Linked DNA regions of Mus musculus: region 1 is linked to region 2. Evidence: chromatin contacts called from public promoter capture Hi-C data. All regions are on one chromosome and are shown on one strand. Each heading gives the region's core, a stretch centred on a gene start, on an enhancer-like site or on the middle of the called end of the contact. The rest is flanking DNA. Distances are from core to core; before and after follow the strand shown.

Region 1 (7,119 bases), core at 963-3,462, 390 kb after region 2:
GCACAGGGCAATGCCTCTCAAACTCGCACACTATTCGTGGAAAAAAAAAAAAATAAAGAGTGAACACGGAAACTGGGAGCCCAGAGGGGAGCTGGGATCGCTCCAAGCTGTGCCTTTCTCACCCACATTTTTACCCCTAGGCAAACTCATTTGTGGGACAAAGGGCTAGGCCTGCTGTGGTTAAAGAAGCTCACTGTAAAGGGCTACCCTGAGAGGACAGAAAGATGATAAGAGGAAGTCATTTCACATCTGATTAGGAATAATATTCACCAAATACATTTTATTGATAGGAAAATCAGGTGATGGCTAAAATCCAAAATTATTATGTAGTTACTTAGGTGTCCCTTTAAATCAAGTATAAGGGAGGAGCCCCAGGGCACTGTGAGTCTTGCCAACTTTCCTAATGTTAGAGCTCATGCAGCTAACCCCAGAAGGGTGACACTAAGTAACTGAGAAGCTGGGTCCAGAGCTTCTAAAGGAACCTTTAGCAAAACCTAAAAATGTAGGCGACCTTTTCTATGGGAGTTTACGGTAAAAGTCGTGTTCTACTATGGTATACTTTCTGAAATGTGAATCGAAAGTTTGCTCCTATTTTCTTAACCAGAGTTGCAAACCTGCCACCGGAGAGGCAGAATCTCCAGTATCCTCAAAACACCCAGGATTCGTTTCTTTCGTGCAGTTCTGCCATGATGGATTCTCTTTCCTTTGATAACAAGACATTTACAACTATACGCAGAAATAAAGGCAAGCTTTTAGCTGCAGTCATAGACTCCACTAAGACTGGAATTAGGCTGCGGATGTGCCACCTTAGAGCACCTCCAGGGGACACCACCCTCGTGGCGATTCCACCAGCAGCAACACAAGGAAACCCCAGCCTTCTTTTACGACTGAGTTCAGTCACATTTTGAGTCTGTGTTCTGTTAGCTCAATCAAGGTTCAAGTTACAAGGCTTCTCAATTGTGGGCAGGTCTCGACTTCAAGGCCATAAAGCAACTTGCTACTGACCCTAGTCTTCTCTAGGCAGAGAGCAGGCAGAGCCGTGGAGGTGGCCGCTTTTTTTTTTTTTTTCACCTAGTGTTGAAAGCGATCTCCCTTAGGCTCTAGAGAATCCCATGTGCTCTCAGCTAGCTGAGCGCCTCCCTTAGGGCGAGCCTCTCCTGGGACAGCAAGGAAAGGACACAGAGCTGAACTGGCAACCTCCAAGCCACAGGCTCCAGTCGGCTGGTGGCTGAACCTCGTTTTCTGGAGGGTAGGTTCATTTCTGGGCTTTCTTGAGTACTGAGCTAAGCCGAGCACAGGAACGCTTGCAGGACGCCAGCTTCCAGGACTCTGCGCCACGCGTTCCCGGGCGCCACCGCGCACTCCCACTTTCACTGTAGCTCACAACCCCCCGCCGAGAGCGACAGCGCCCTGTACAGTTGGAATGCACACAACGCGTCCTCCCACCTGCACCCTCGATTCACTCTTCCCGCTTCTAGAGGGGTCTGACCCGCAGTCCCAGCAAAGTTAGGGTCACTTTGGCCCGCGTGCCTTGCATTCAGCACCCCTATTCCCTATAGGGAGGTCACCACCGGTCACTACAGCTTTGCTCGGCCTCTGCGTCTCCCCATCCTAGGCTCCACACCCCACGCCCCAGCCGTTCCCTGCGATGGCAGTCGGCGGGAGAGAGCAGGAGACCGAGTGGGAACTCAGGAGAAAGGAAAAAAAAGCGGGAACCCAGAGTCGCCGTAGCGTGATGGGAGGCAGAGTCTCTCCCTTCTCCTCCTGGATTCCATTCCAGCCACCCTTCCCGGGAATTTACTGCGCCTGGGAGTCCCAGTGCATGCACGTACTTCCAACTTTCTCCCTCCCATCTTCAGATGGAGAAAAAGTGGTCCTGTCCGGGTCTGCAGGTGGGGGTAGGGGGAGTTGGCGCGAAAAACGTACCGTCTGCTGCGGCCACCCCTCCTCGGAAGGCGGTCAAACTCTGGAGCCAAACTCCCAGGACCACCAGGAGCAGGGCTTTGCTCTCCATCTCCCGGTGCACCCTTCTGCTTTGCTGCTGGAACTACGCGGCGTGGGGCAGTCAGGAGCGGGTTGAGCAGGAGGCGCAAGAGGACTGGAGCGCGGTGGAGCGCCGTAGGGCAAGTCAACCTTTAAAGGGGAGGGCAGAACAGTTACAAGGGGCAGAATTCCTCGGAGGAGGAGTAGGAGGAGAAATCGAGAGTCTGACACTGTTTCCACTGCACAGCTGTTTAAGTGACTGGAAATATGCAAATAAGACTCATCACCTATTGGCTATAAAATCATAAGTTGGGGGGAGGACTCTAAATGCACTTCCAAATATTTGAGCAAACGGTAACGAGGCTCAACGGTGCCAGCGAGAAGAAGGGGAAAGGGCAGGAAGGAAAGCTTGCTTGTTGTTTAGACTCCAGTTTGCCTACCGGGAGGAATCTGGTCCCTAGGGACCCCTATAGAGGCAGAGAGGAGGGGTTTACACTGATTTATGTTGAGTAGTCTACGATCCGTTTTCTAAGGGGAAGAAGTTTTGCTCTTAAACAGCGTGTACCTAACACTTTCACACTCACACACATACAACCTTTTGATAAATCTTTGTTAAACTTGAGAGATCCTTTCAAACGCACACCCTCCCCCACCCACCCACAGGTCCCCACGCGCCAAAGGGACCTTAGGACACATATTGCTCAGCGCATGGTGCCTGCACGGTCTGCTTTGTATCTTGGCAATATGGGTCTCCTTCTGTAGTAGAAGAAAAGACCCACTTGCTTTAACTAGTTTCTAATTTTTGCCTTATGTAAATTGTACTCGATCCTTTAATTCAGCAAGAAACTCAAGAATAACATCTATTTTCAGAGGCAGAAAGTCATGGTCAAACATTTTAAGCTATCCTGGATTTTCAGTGGGAGAGGCCATGCCAAATGACCATTCCAAACCTACAAAGACAGTCCATAGATTAGTGATGTTCCAGGGCGAGGGGATATGGGGTGCTAGGAGTGTGGGGGCAGGGTGAGGAGCATGATAGAAATATTCCAAATTCCATTATGCTTATCATTGTTCAGCTATGTTGATGCGTTGATATTAAATTGTACTTTGCAAGGGTGAATACTGAGCTTTTGCAAAGTGGACTAGCACATGTTTGTAGAAAAGCAAGAAAAATAAAAGCACATCATATACTGTGCTCATCTGCAAGTATCTTTTTAAATGAAAAGGGTGCTGATTAGCTAGAAAAAAAAACCAATAAACATTAAATTCCCCACCTTAATGCTGAGAAACCACCTCAAAAAATTAGTTCTCTTTACTGATCTCAATATTTTTAGGATGGTTCCCTCTCTCTCTACACACACACACACACACCCTTGGAGGTTAAGGGGATCAAAAACTATATACTTTAATATAAGCCCGCTTTTTAAATTTCTCACAACTATCAGATAAAAGCCAAACATGCTGTTGTGTAGATGAATTCCAGCCAGATGTCTCGCCATCTCATCTTGCACTGCAATCGCTAAGCAATGCATCATCCACGTTCATTACTGGCTCCAACGCATGTGGTGGATCTTGAAAGTTGGCAAGAGCGAAACCCCACTGAACAACTTTGGAAATGGCAGAGATACTCCAGGGCACATAACTAGAATATGGCCAACCTCTGAAAGAAGTATATAGGAAGCTCTAATTTTAAAACATGGCAGTGGCATAAAAGACATAAAAACAGAAGTGTAGAAATGCTTTGTGTTTTATCTAGAATAGCCACACAGCCGAATTTCAAGCTTAAAAGTCATTTGATCAGACTCCAAACCGACCTGCACTGCTACCTGGAACTTTCAGAGAACTTCAAGATTTTATGAGATTAATAAAGGGGCAAAGGGGCATCTAACACAATGCATTTTAAAAATGCCTCTCCAGTTAACTGATCACAGAAAGCACTCAAGAGTCCAGAGATAAATACTTATCTATGGTTTGTTGAAGCTGCTTCTATAATATGTGAACCTGACTTATACTGGCCTATATTGTCACTTTGCATGACCAGTACGGTGCACAGATTTCCAAGAAGAACTAACACGGAATTCAGACACGCTGGCCTCTCTCCAGGGGACAAGTGGTGGGCAGGTAGGTGTGGCAGCCACACTTGTTCATGATTGGTTGTGCTGGCCTTAGTCAGGTGCCCCAGTTCTCCCCGCAGACGCTCACATGAGCTCCAGGTCAGGCTCCTGTGAGCTTCTGACAAGTCTGATGCCCAGACTTCCACAAGGTTATTTGGCCATGCATAGCTTGAGGCTTGGCTTTTTCTGAAATTGACTTTTTCTTTGTAATAGACAAAAAAAAAAAAAAAAAAAAGGTTATGTTTGAACAATCTGAGCATTTTCAAATGTTAAAAAAAAAAGTACCCTTAGGGTAGGGCACTTTGGTATCTGCTATAGTTAAAATCGATTTAAGTACAAAACCAAATATGTATCGCTTACGAAACACTCACTTTCCTACTTTCCTGATGTTAAGTGATAGGTCACTTCTCCACCACTGAAATGAGCCAGTTCAAGCCAGATTAGATTGTGCTCAAGGAAGATTTATTGGGAAGTTGCTCTTAGGTGAGTTCACAGGCCCAAAGGATTGAGGCCAGGGGAGTCGCCATGGAGAGGTGGAGGAGGGGAGGTGAAAGAGAAAAAGGGGAGACGGAAAGAGGGAGAGAGAGAGGGAGAAAGGGAAGGAGAGAGAGATAAAGGGAGAGGGGCACACAATATGTCTGGATTATATAGGGAAGAGCCTCTGGGGGAAGGGCAGCCTAGTCCCTGGACTGGAATGTTCAGGGGTGGGGGCAGGGTATGTCAAGTAGAGACTGAGGGATGCTGGGAGAACCTGGAGGCCAGGTCTGTTTTGATATGTAAAATATGCACCTTAGTACCTTGTGGGAAGTGTGTGTGTGTGTGTGTGTGTGTGTGTGTGTGTGTGTGTGTGTGTGTGGAGGGGGGGGGGGTGTTCCAAAACCAAAGAGTAAGGAAATTCTGTCTGTCCTTCTGCCTGTCCGTCATAGGTTTGATTGACTGCTTGCCATTTGCCCATTGAGCAATCTTCATCCTCTCATGCATTTAGTGATTTTAGCTGTAACAGAGCTGAAAAATTCTCCCATATTACAGATGGGAAAAGACAAAATTCCCCAAAGATTAAATACCCCAAAATCACCAAGTGTACCTCTTCTATTTTGGTGGTTTCAGGAGAAAAAGGTAATGTGTTAATTTGTAATATTTTAATTGCAAACTAAAAGGGAAGCAGACCTTTTTTGTAGACGCAGATTGTGGTTCAAATGCTATTCTATGTTTTCTTGATAAAACTAAAATATAATGAAACGTCTAAGTAAGGTTGAAAGAGCATTGTGCAAGGATGGAGCTGATAACTAGAAAATGCACTGAATATGAGAACAACGTGCCTAACACAAATCTAAAAATACAATCTCATAAATGTACAAATATTTTTGGGCTGGAAAGATGACTTTGTGGTGGCTGAGAGGGTTAGGGTTAGTTGGCTTGGCCTTCTGAGAGCCTGTGCTTGACTCCTGGAGCCCACAGAGTGGCCTGCACCATCCGAAACTGGACTTTCAGGGGATCTGATGCCCTCTTCTGGCCTCCAACAGAACCCAGAATATGGCGAACTTGCATACATGCAGGCAAAACCCTAAACACATTTTAAAATAAAATGTCTTAGGTCCATTTTAAATACATCTAAATAAGAAAAAAAAAAAAAAGGTCAAGATGAAGGGCTTTTCTGCCATTACCTACCCACATCCTAGGATTGAACTGCAGTACTGAGGAACAAAGGGACAAAGTGGAGAATGACAACTAAGGATCTGCCAGTGAGAATGGGGCTCTTATTTGAGTAGCCAATAGATAGGCTTTGGCCTGTGGCTCCCTTCCTAACCAGCTGCTATGTTGTAGAATCCCAAATAATGTAACTCAGACAGAAGACGGTTTTGGGCAAAGCTGAGTGTTGTGACTGAAAGATATCAAAGGTACAAATGAATAGTGTATGCAGCCAGTTTCCTACAACTCCCCCCCCCCCCGCCCCGCCCCACGCACTATGGTTGTGCTTGCTTGGAGAGTGCCAAGTTCGGAGTGTGAGATTGCTTCAGGCTGTGATGTGATGGTGCAAAATGATCTGGAAGCATCTTAAGGATTTTGGTTTTTTGTGAGTTATAGTCACACAATCTCCACTTCCTAAAACAATAAACAGCCAACAATGAAAGCAAATATGTAGACATAAACACACTGATATGTAAGGAAGGATACCCACCCAATTTTGTATGAATATGGTTAAGAGAAATAAAAGTCAATTTTTAAAAAAGAACAAAACTTCCCCCAAAGCCATTGTGTTGCACTGTTAACCAAGACTGTGTGGTAGAGAAAGGGGACAGACAATTCCAGATAGAGAGGATGCAGCCTCTCCCATGAGACAGCTCATAAGAACTAAAAGGGATATTCCACCAGTGGTGACACTGCTGCTAGCCCATGTTCATTTATAAGCAGATTTCTTCCCTTTTCTAAAAATAAATAAACAAAAATAAAAAATTAAGTCTACATAGGAAGCCTAGTTAATAACATGGATACGTGAAACCACAAAAGCTTTCTACTGGGATGTCACAATTAAGAGATAACATTAGACCCTTGGGCAAAACCCAAGCTTGGCGCCCCCTGCTGACTTTATGGTTACACTACCAGATCTGAAAAAAAAATGAGCTATTTTACTTAATTATTCCAGATTTTTAAGTTATCATACAAAATAATGGATTTCATTATAGAGTTTTAGTACAATTGTGCCATTATAATCCCCACTCCTCTACTTGCCTTTTATTGGTCTCAATAACCTCTCAAACTGGGCCTCTTCTGCTTTTGTGCCATGTATTCTATTACCACCTCTTCGTCTCTTTCTGAGTCTGGCTTATTTTGTTTAACATAGTGATTTCCAGTTCTGTCCATTTTCTTGCAAGTGTCATGAGTTTTTCTTTATGAATGAGATTCATTCATATATATATATATGTATATATATATATACACATATATATAATGTGTGTGTCTATATATACACATTTATACCTGTATATGTATATGCATATGTATATGTATAATGTGTACATGT
Region 2 (7,047 bases), core at 3,843-6,342:
ATGAAAATAGAAAGACCATCTTGAGTATGGTAATCCAGACCCAGAAAGACAAACATGGTATGTACTCACTTAAAAGCACGTATTAGCTTTTAAGTTAAGGATAATTACACTGCAATCTAAGAACCCCAAGAGGCAAAGAAATAAAAAGGGCTCTGGGGGATCAAGGTAGAGGGAGGATCCCCTGGAGAAGTGGAAATAGATTTTCCCAGTGACTTGGTGTTGGGGAGTGTTGAATGATGCTGGGAACAGGATAGAACAGGTAAAGGAAGGAGGGTAGGAGGATGAGAGTATGAGGAACGACTAGTGAAATAGCTGGGCATTTATGGACCAATGTGGAAACCAAGTGCAGTGGAACCTTCCTGGAAACTCTGAGGGTGACTCTAATGAAGTCTCCTAGTTATGGAAGATATAGAGCCTAAACAAAACATCTTCTTATAACCAGGCTAGGCTTCCAGTGGTGGGACTGGAACAACAACCCAGCCTCAAATTCTTGAGCTCACAACCTGGTCTGCCTGCAAAATATGCTGGGGGCAGTGGTGGTTCAGAGCTTGTAGATGTGGCCAACTAAAGACTGGCCTAACTTGTGGCCCAAGCAAAGAGAGAGCCCATGGTCAACACTGCCTATATGGCTAGGAATCAGAAGGTATATGGTTTAGAGACCTAAGGTTGAATGTAACTGGACTGATAATAAAAAAACAAAAAAAATCAATGAAGTGATTCTTAATGAAATTCTACTTTATTCACAGATGCTGCCTAGAGGATTCCTACAGCAACTGATGGGAGCAGATGCAGACACCAACACCCAAACATCAGGTGGAGTTTGGGGCACCCTGAGGAAGAGGAGGAGGACAGATTGCTGGAAACAGAGGAGTTGATGACACCATGAGAATATGGCCCACCTAAGGGGGGACTCATAGGTAATCACAGAGACTGAATCAACCATCATGGAGCCTGCATGGTTCTATGCTAGGTCCTCTGCGTATGTGCTGTGGTTGTTCAGCTTGGGGATTTTGTGGAACTACTAACAGTGGGGGTTGGGCTGTCTCTGACTCTTTTGCCTTCTCAAGGAACACTTTTCTTCCTAGTGGGTTTCCTTGAAATGAGGGCTTATGCCTAGTTTTATTGTATCTTGTCTTGCCTTGTTCAGTTGATATCACTAGGAGGCCTGCTCTTTTTTGAAGTGAAATGTAGGAACACTGGACATGAGGGAGAGTGCAGATGGGCTCTACACACAAATATGTGTCTATGCTTGTGTCTATGTTGTGTGTGTGTGTGTGTGTGTGTGTGTGTGTGTGTGTGTGCGCGCACGTGTGTGTGTGTGTGTGTGCCCAGAGAGGTTAAGAATAGACCATCAGAGCCGGGCGTGGGTGACACGTGCCTTTAATCCCAGCACTCAGGAGGCAGAGGCAGGTGGATTTCTGAGTTCGAGGCCAGCCTGGTCTACAAAGTGAGTTCCAGGACAGCCAGGGCTATAAAGAGAAACCCTGTCTCAAGAAAAAAAAAAAAAAAAAAAAAGAATAGAACATCAGACCACCTGGAGGTAGAGTTACAGGTAGTTGTGAACCACATGATATGGATCCTGGGAACTGAACTCTGGTTCTCCGGAAACACATCAAGAGCTCTTTACCACTAAGCCATCTCTCCAGGCCTAGGTCCCCATCACCTCTTTTCTACCAGTTTCTAAACCCTTTGTAATATTTATATATGACAAGCCTGAAAGTAGAATACAACATTCAGAAGTTCTAGAAACCAGACAAACCTTCAGAATGCCTGTGTGTGCACACTGGGCAGTGATGTTACAAGAACCACAGCATCCCACAGCAATCCACACTCAGGGAAGCTCAGAGGCCAGGGGACACTACCCAAGTCTCCACATGCTTCAACAGAATCCAGTCTGGTTCACATTCCATCCCAGTCCCAATGACTCTGACAGCATAGCTGGCCTTATCTCCCCTAATCTAGTCAGCAGACCCCACACCTACCATGGTATGGCTAGTAGTCTCCATCACACTCCCTACAGCAGCACCAGAGGAGAATTCTGGAAGGAACCCACAAACTACCTTTCACTGGTGTTTCTGATTATTAGGACTTCTCAGAGTCTCTCATTAGCTAGGTCTTCCCAGCAGGGTATAGGACAATAGCAGCTCCCCTACAGGGTGAGCAGAAATCAACAGACTCAAATAGGACAGGCCTTCCACAATAGAGGCAGACAGGTCCCTAGTCTGGAAAACTTGTATTTTAGTAGAAATTCTTCCAGTCTCCCAGAGCACTTCCTGTCTCTCTTCCATGACATGAGGTCCCTTTGATACTCAATGTCTAGTGGAGCCATTTCTTGATCTCACAGCTGGGAAGTCCTGCAGCCAAATTTAGGTTAAATTCAACCAGTAACAACAATTAAAGCAAAAAGAGGCCATTTCATAGAATGCATAAAGGAGTATATAGGAGAAAGGAAAAATAATTTGTAAATGATGTAATTACAATTTCAAAAATTATATTTTAACGTTGAAACCCAGCTTTATGGCCCCACCTGCTCAAGGGACTATCGATTTGTAGAAGACCACACCTAGGATTACTCACACCTTTTCTCTCAGACTCTCCATTTTCATCCAGGAAAAGCAACACTCCTGTTAGACATGGCCATGTCAGTTTGACCAGATCTTCTGTACTGGTTAAACTAGTGTAACTACAGTAATTTGGTTCCTAGAAATAAATTCAGTTCTTTATTCAGATTCTTGATTGCATGTCCTGTGGACCCAAGAAACAGGACATTGATTGATCACCTAAAATTGACTCCCAGAGTACTCATTGGTAATCCCTACTGTTGCCAGAGCAAAAAAGCTCTCACCACCCTTCCTGACCCTGCCTTTCTGTGCTGTGACTACAGCAGTTTCAAAGTTGGTCAGTGAACTCGGTTCTAACACAAGTTCCTCTTCATTTGTAATTTCCTAATAGAAGCCAAGGAGGGCAGAGGACAATCATTCATTGGTCTCTTTTCCCTTTTCCTGGAAGGAGTTGCAGGACTGCCTTTCAAGCACTAGGCAGCAGAGGCAGGATTAGGTGTGGAAAGCAATGATAAATTGCAAGCCTGGGCTATGGGAGACATTGCTGTAAACAGAAATCAATACATAAATAGCATTTGAGAAAAACAGAATAAAATTCCTAACGAGAAGGAAACACTGGAGAACAGAAAGAAATAGAGATTGGAGCAGTGACACATTTAAAGAAAATTACATTTAAAAAGTGATACCAATAACTGACTTTTTTAAAAGGTAAAAATGATGTATAATTTTGTACTTAACTGATGCTTTAGCTACACTGGGTACACAGTACACCGTGTAGCATAGGACCACCACTTAGTTGGAGAATGCTATGACAAATGTGGTCAGCATTGCTGGTGCTCTGTCTGTATTACTCTACTGAGCACATCAGTACATCCCGCCTACCTGCTAACTCTAAGCCCTCTGGTATATTTGTCTCTTGCTATTTTAGTTTTGCCTGTCACCCTAAGTCATTGCAGCAGGCTCAGCGTGCCGAAATGTACGTGTATCATCTCCCTTGACGGACAACTTTTAACAAATTGCTGACTGGAGGTGATGTGTAAAAGCATGATCCCAGCCAGCTGCTTCTCCTGGTGGGGAAACTCCCCGTGTGCTTTACATTGCTTTGGAGTTTCCCTGTGGGGATTCACCTTCAGTTGTTCTCTCTGCTTTTCTCACTTTTCTGCTCCATTACCTCTTCTATGTGTACAACCAAAACACTTTTTTTATTTGAATTACTGTCTCAGTTTCCCACATATAACCTAAATTAAGAAAATAAAAAGTGTACATGTTATTAAGTTAAAAAATTTTTAAAAGGTAAAAATAATTGAAAAAAAAATCTTAGCACTATTGACCTGGAAAAAGAGTAGATCCTTCCTTAGTAGAGGGAATGCCATTAATAAGATATCGATTGACCTTGCCTCTGGGCACAGTGTTAGCTGTTGAGATGTATAACCCATGACACACAGCTACAGCCAGTGAGTGGCCTGTGTCTCAAACCTCTGAGCTGACTTAACTGTGTCAATCCAGGTTTCTACTGGATCTACCAGGTTTGTTCCTCAGTTTGAGAAGGGGCAGTGCTCCTTTTCCACACAGGAAAGCCTCAGGGAAAACCTTGCTAGATCAGGCCAGCCCTCAACACAACAGTGCCCTTCCTTTTCAAAGAGCTGTGTCTTACCCATCGGGCAAAACTATGCTTTTTTAGTGGGAAAAACTAGACCTGTATAGCACACCAGACCTTGATGTTAGTTGTGACCGTGCACTACTTCTTTGAATAGCTTTTAGACAACTAACTGCCTTTTAATATGCGGATTGCGTTAGTGGCTGGTTGTAAATCTTTTGTTAGAGTTTGGGGCCAAATGTCGAGACAATTCTGGTGAGTGAACATGTGTTTCTGATCACCTCATGTCTAAGAAGCCTGGTTAGCATACTACTTATCATCATCTTTAGGATGCTTTAGAGGCAGCCCACCCTTAGCTAAACTCTACTTTGCGTGACTTATTATCTCCTAAGCATTGGTAAATCCTTTCCATCATCAACTCTACCCTTCTCCATCACAGATTATTAGCGGAGTGCTAACGAACACATGAAACGCCATTTACTACCTCCCCAAAACTAACTCCAAATGGATCGTACTCCTAAATATTAAATATGAAGCACAGAAATTCTAGAGATGCTAGAGAAACTGGGACTCTCTGAGTTTGGCAAACTGCCATCTTCAGATGCAACAAAAGCCTGGTGAAACTGACTACAAGGATACTTCTACACACTACCCCTGTTCCCAAGGCTCTGCGCAGATGCAGCTCCCAGACCACCACTGGGGTCTAGGGAGATGCAAATACCACAAAGAATCTCACAGCAGGCTGCATCTAACCACTGCTTCCCATCCGACCCCAGGGAGGGCCAACCACACGGGCTCCCGAGGTTCACAAGCCCACTGCTCACCAGGCAACCGCCCCTCGCTCACCATATCTTCTCTCCCAGGCTCGCGCTTAAGCCGCAGGTAGTGGCAAAGAACCACTAGCACTAAGGAAGCTTCAGATTCCAGCCTGCAGAAAGTCCCCCGGAAGAGCCCGCCTCCCCTTCTGACTGGAGGTCCGCCTCAAGGGTCTGATTGGCTAATGAGACTTGAGTGACAAGAACCTCCCCCTTATGCTTAGAGGATGCAGAAGGGACACAGCACAGTGTTTGCTAGAGCTGATATCAACCCCAAGGCCAGACCTTTCCCGGATATGCACATATTTGCATTTCAGTCGCATTTGCCCCTGCCTCCAACCATTCACCCTTCCGCCTTTCTGCACTCAGCAACATTTCCTTCTTCCTCCTGGACACTGGGTGGCTGGCTTGTGCATCTCATTTCACAATGTGGAGTGGAGTGATTTTTGTGTCCCACAAGTAGAAGGGAGCCACAATATTAACAATTAAGGAGAGATTTTAGGAATCAAAACGTTTGTTCTTTTGCTTGACACTGAGGCTAGGTGAAGTTCAACTGCATGTAACCTGGGAGGCAAGGGTACGTCAGAATATCCTGAGAGAAAAGCTGGAACCAGATCAGAAACACAATGATAGGTATACCTCCCACCAGAAGGCTGAATGGTACTCCACTCCTATAGGAGTTTTCCTCATGAAATGCAGGCCTGTCTCCTGACAAATTAGTAATAATGAAAAGTATAGTCTCCATGGTAACTTGAATACTTAGAATGAATTGGTTCATAGAAACATGCCTTTTATGAACACTATTCTTAGCCAGCATGTTCCTGAGTTAAGGTGAAAAGAACATAGCTGTGTATTAGTGAAGGTTCTCTAGATGAACAGAAGGGATAAAACAGATCTCTATGTAGGTAGAAAGGGAATCTATTAGAATGGCTCACAGGCTGTGGTCCAGCAAGTCCAAGAAGGGCTGTCTACCAACTAAAAGTTGAAGAATTCACTAGTTCAGTCCATTAGGCTGGTTGTCTCAGCCGGTCTTCAGTATAACCCACGATTTTAAAGATAGGGGCTCTAATGCCAGTAAAGAAATGAACTTACAAAAGTAGGCTGTTACCAGAAGGTGTGGCCCAGATTAAAGGTGAATATTGTCACCTCAAAAGATCCTGAAATGTCTTTCCACTTTAAAAGCTTTAATTAAAATCCCTCGCATGTTTTCAGCCCATTGGGTTTTAGTTAATTCCAGATGTATTCAGTCTGACTATCAAAAATTGCTATCACAGCAGACAAAACAGAAATGCTGAGCCAAAGTTCTTACCTGTATGGGCATGGGAGTCATTTCCAAAGCAATGCTGTTTCTCAAAAAAGGAAGCATGGGGATTTTTCTTAGGAAGCCTGGACACATTCACGTGGAGTTCTGCTTATTCCTCAACATGCTCATTTAACAAATACACTTTTGAACATGGTCGCAATCTAAAAGCAGAGACGTTTATGTGCCTTCTAACTCAAAGTCAAGCAGGAACATAAAAAAATTATCTTAAAAGATGGAAGGAAATGTCTCCGGCATGTTCATCTTGTACCACAAGATCATAAATGAAAATCATGTGTTAATCTAGCCAGGAGAGAATAAGGCCACTACCACAATTTTGAGCCAAATTTGAACCAAGCTTGATTTTATTGGGATGCACCCAAGAGCTAGCCAGCAACTGCCCCCTAAGTCAGGTTAAAGAGAGAAACCCTTCATTTTTGACCCACTTTAAGGAGTAAAATCATAAGATTTGCCAAGCCAGTTTACAGAAGGGAGACATGGAGGCAGTAAAGTAATATGAAAAAATATCTCAAAAACACACACTATGGTCATTATGTGATTAGCAAGAGTGGTTAGGAAGGGTCAGGAATGTTCAAGGCGTCCTCAAAAATAAATCAAGGTCATGAGTTGGGACAGGTCAAGCTCCAGGAAACAAAATTAAAAGCAGCAGCTCAGCTCTTACAGTAAATGGAAACCTATTTTTTAAAAATACAGCATAATGGCTGCTGCCTTCAAAATGGAGTCAGGCAGGTTCCTCATAAGTAAATGAGTCTG

What was found. Promoter capture Hi-C pulls out the DNA fragments that hold promoters and counts their contacts.
Region 1: a contact with region 2 is called in a promoter capture Hi-C map of stem cell-derived epiblast-like cells, with 2.7 times the contacts expected there. The contact joins the promoter of Lpl here to the promoter of D130040H23Rik in region 2. A contact is called at or near these places in 3 of 39 promoter capture datasets (the C10 cell line, embryonic stem cells and stem cell-derived epiblast-like cells) and 2 of 484 Hi-C or Micro-C datasets (both in embryonic stem cells).

The regions. Positions count from the first base shown.
Region 1 is chr8:68,875,648-68,882,766 of GRCm38.p6, reverse strand. It overlaps Lpl (lipoprotein lipase), which reads right to left and starts at 2,212. Exons shown (of 10, transcript NM_008509.2): 1 at 1,927-2,212. The coding sequence starts at 2,014.
Region 2 is chr8:69,269,149-69,276,195 of GRCm38.p6, reverse strand. It overlaps D130040H23Rik (RIKEN cDNA D130040H23 gene), which reads right to left and starts at 5,092. Exons shown (of 5, transcript NM_001384124.1): 1 at 5,005-5,092.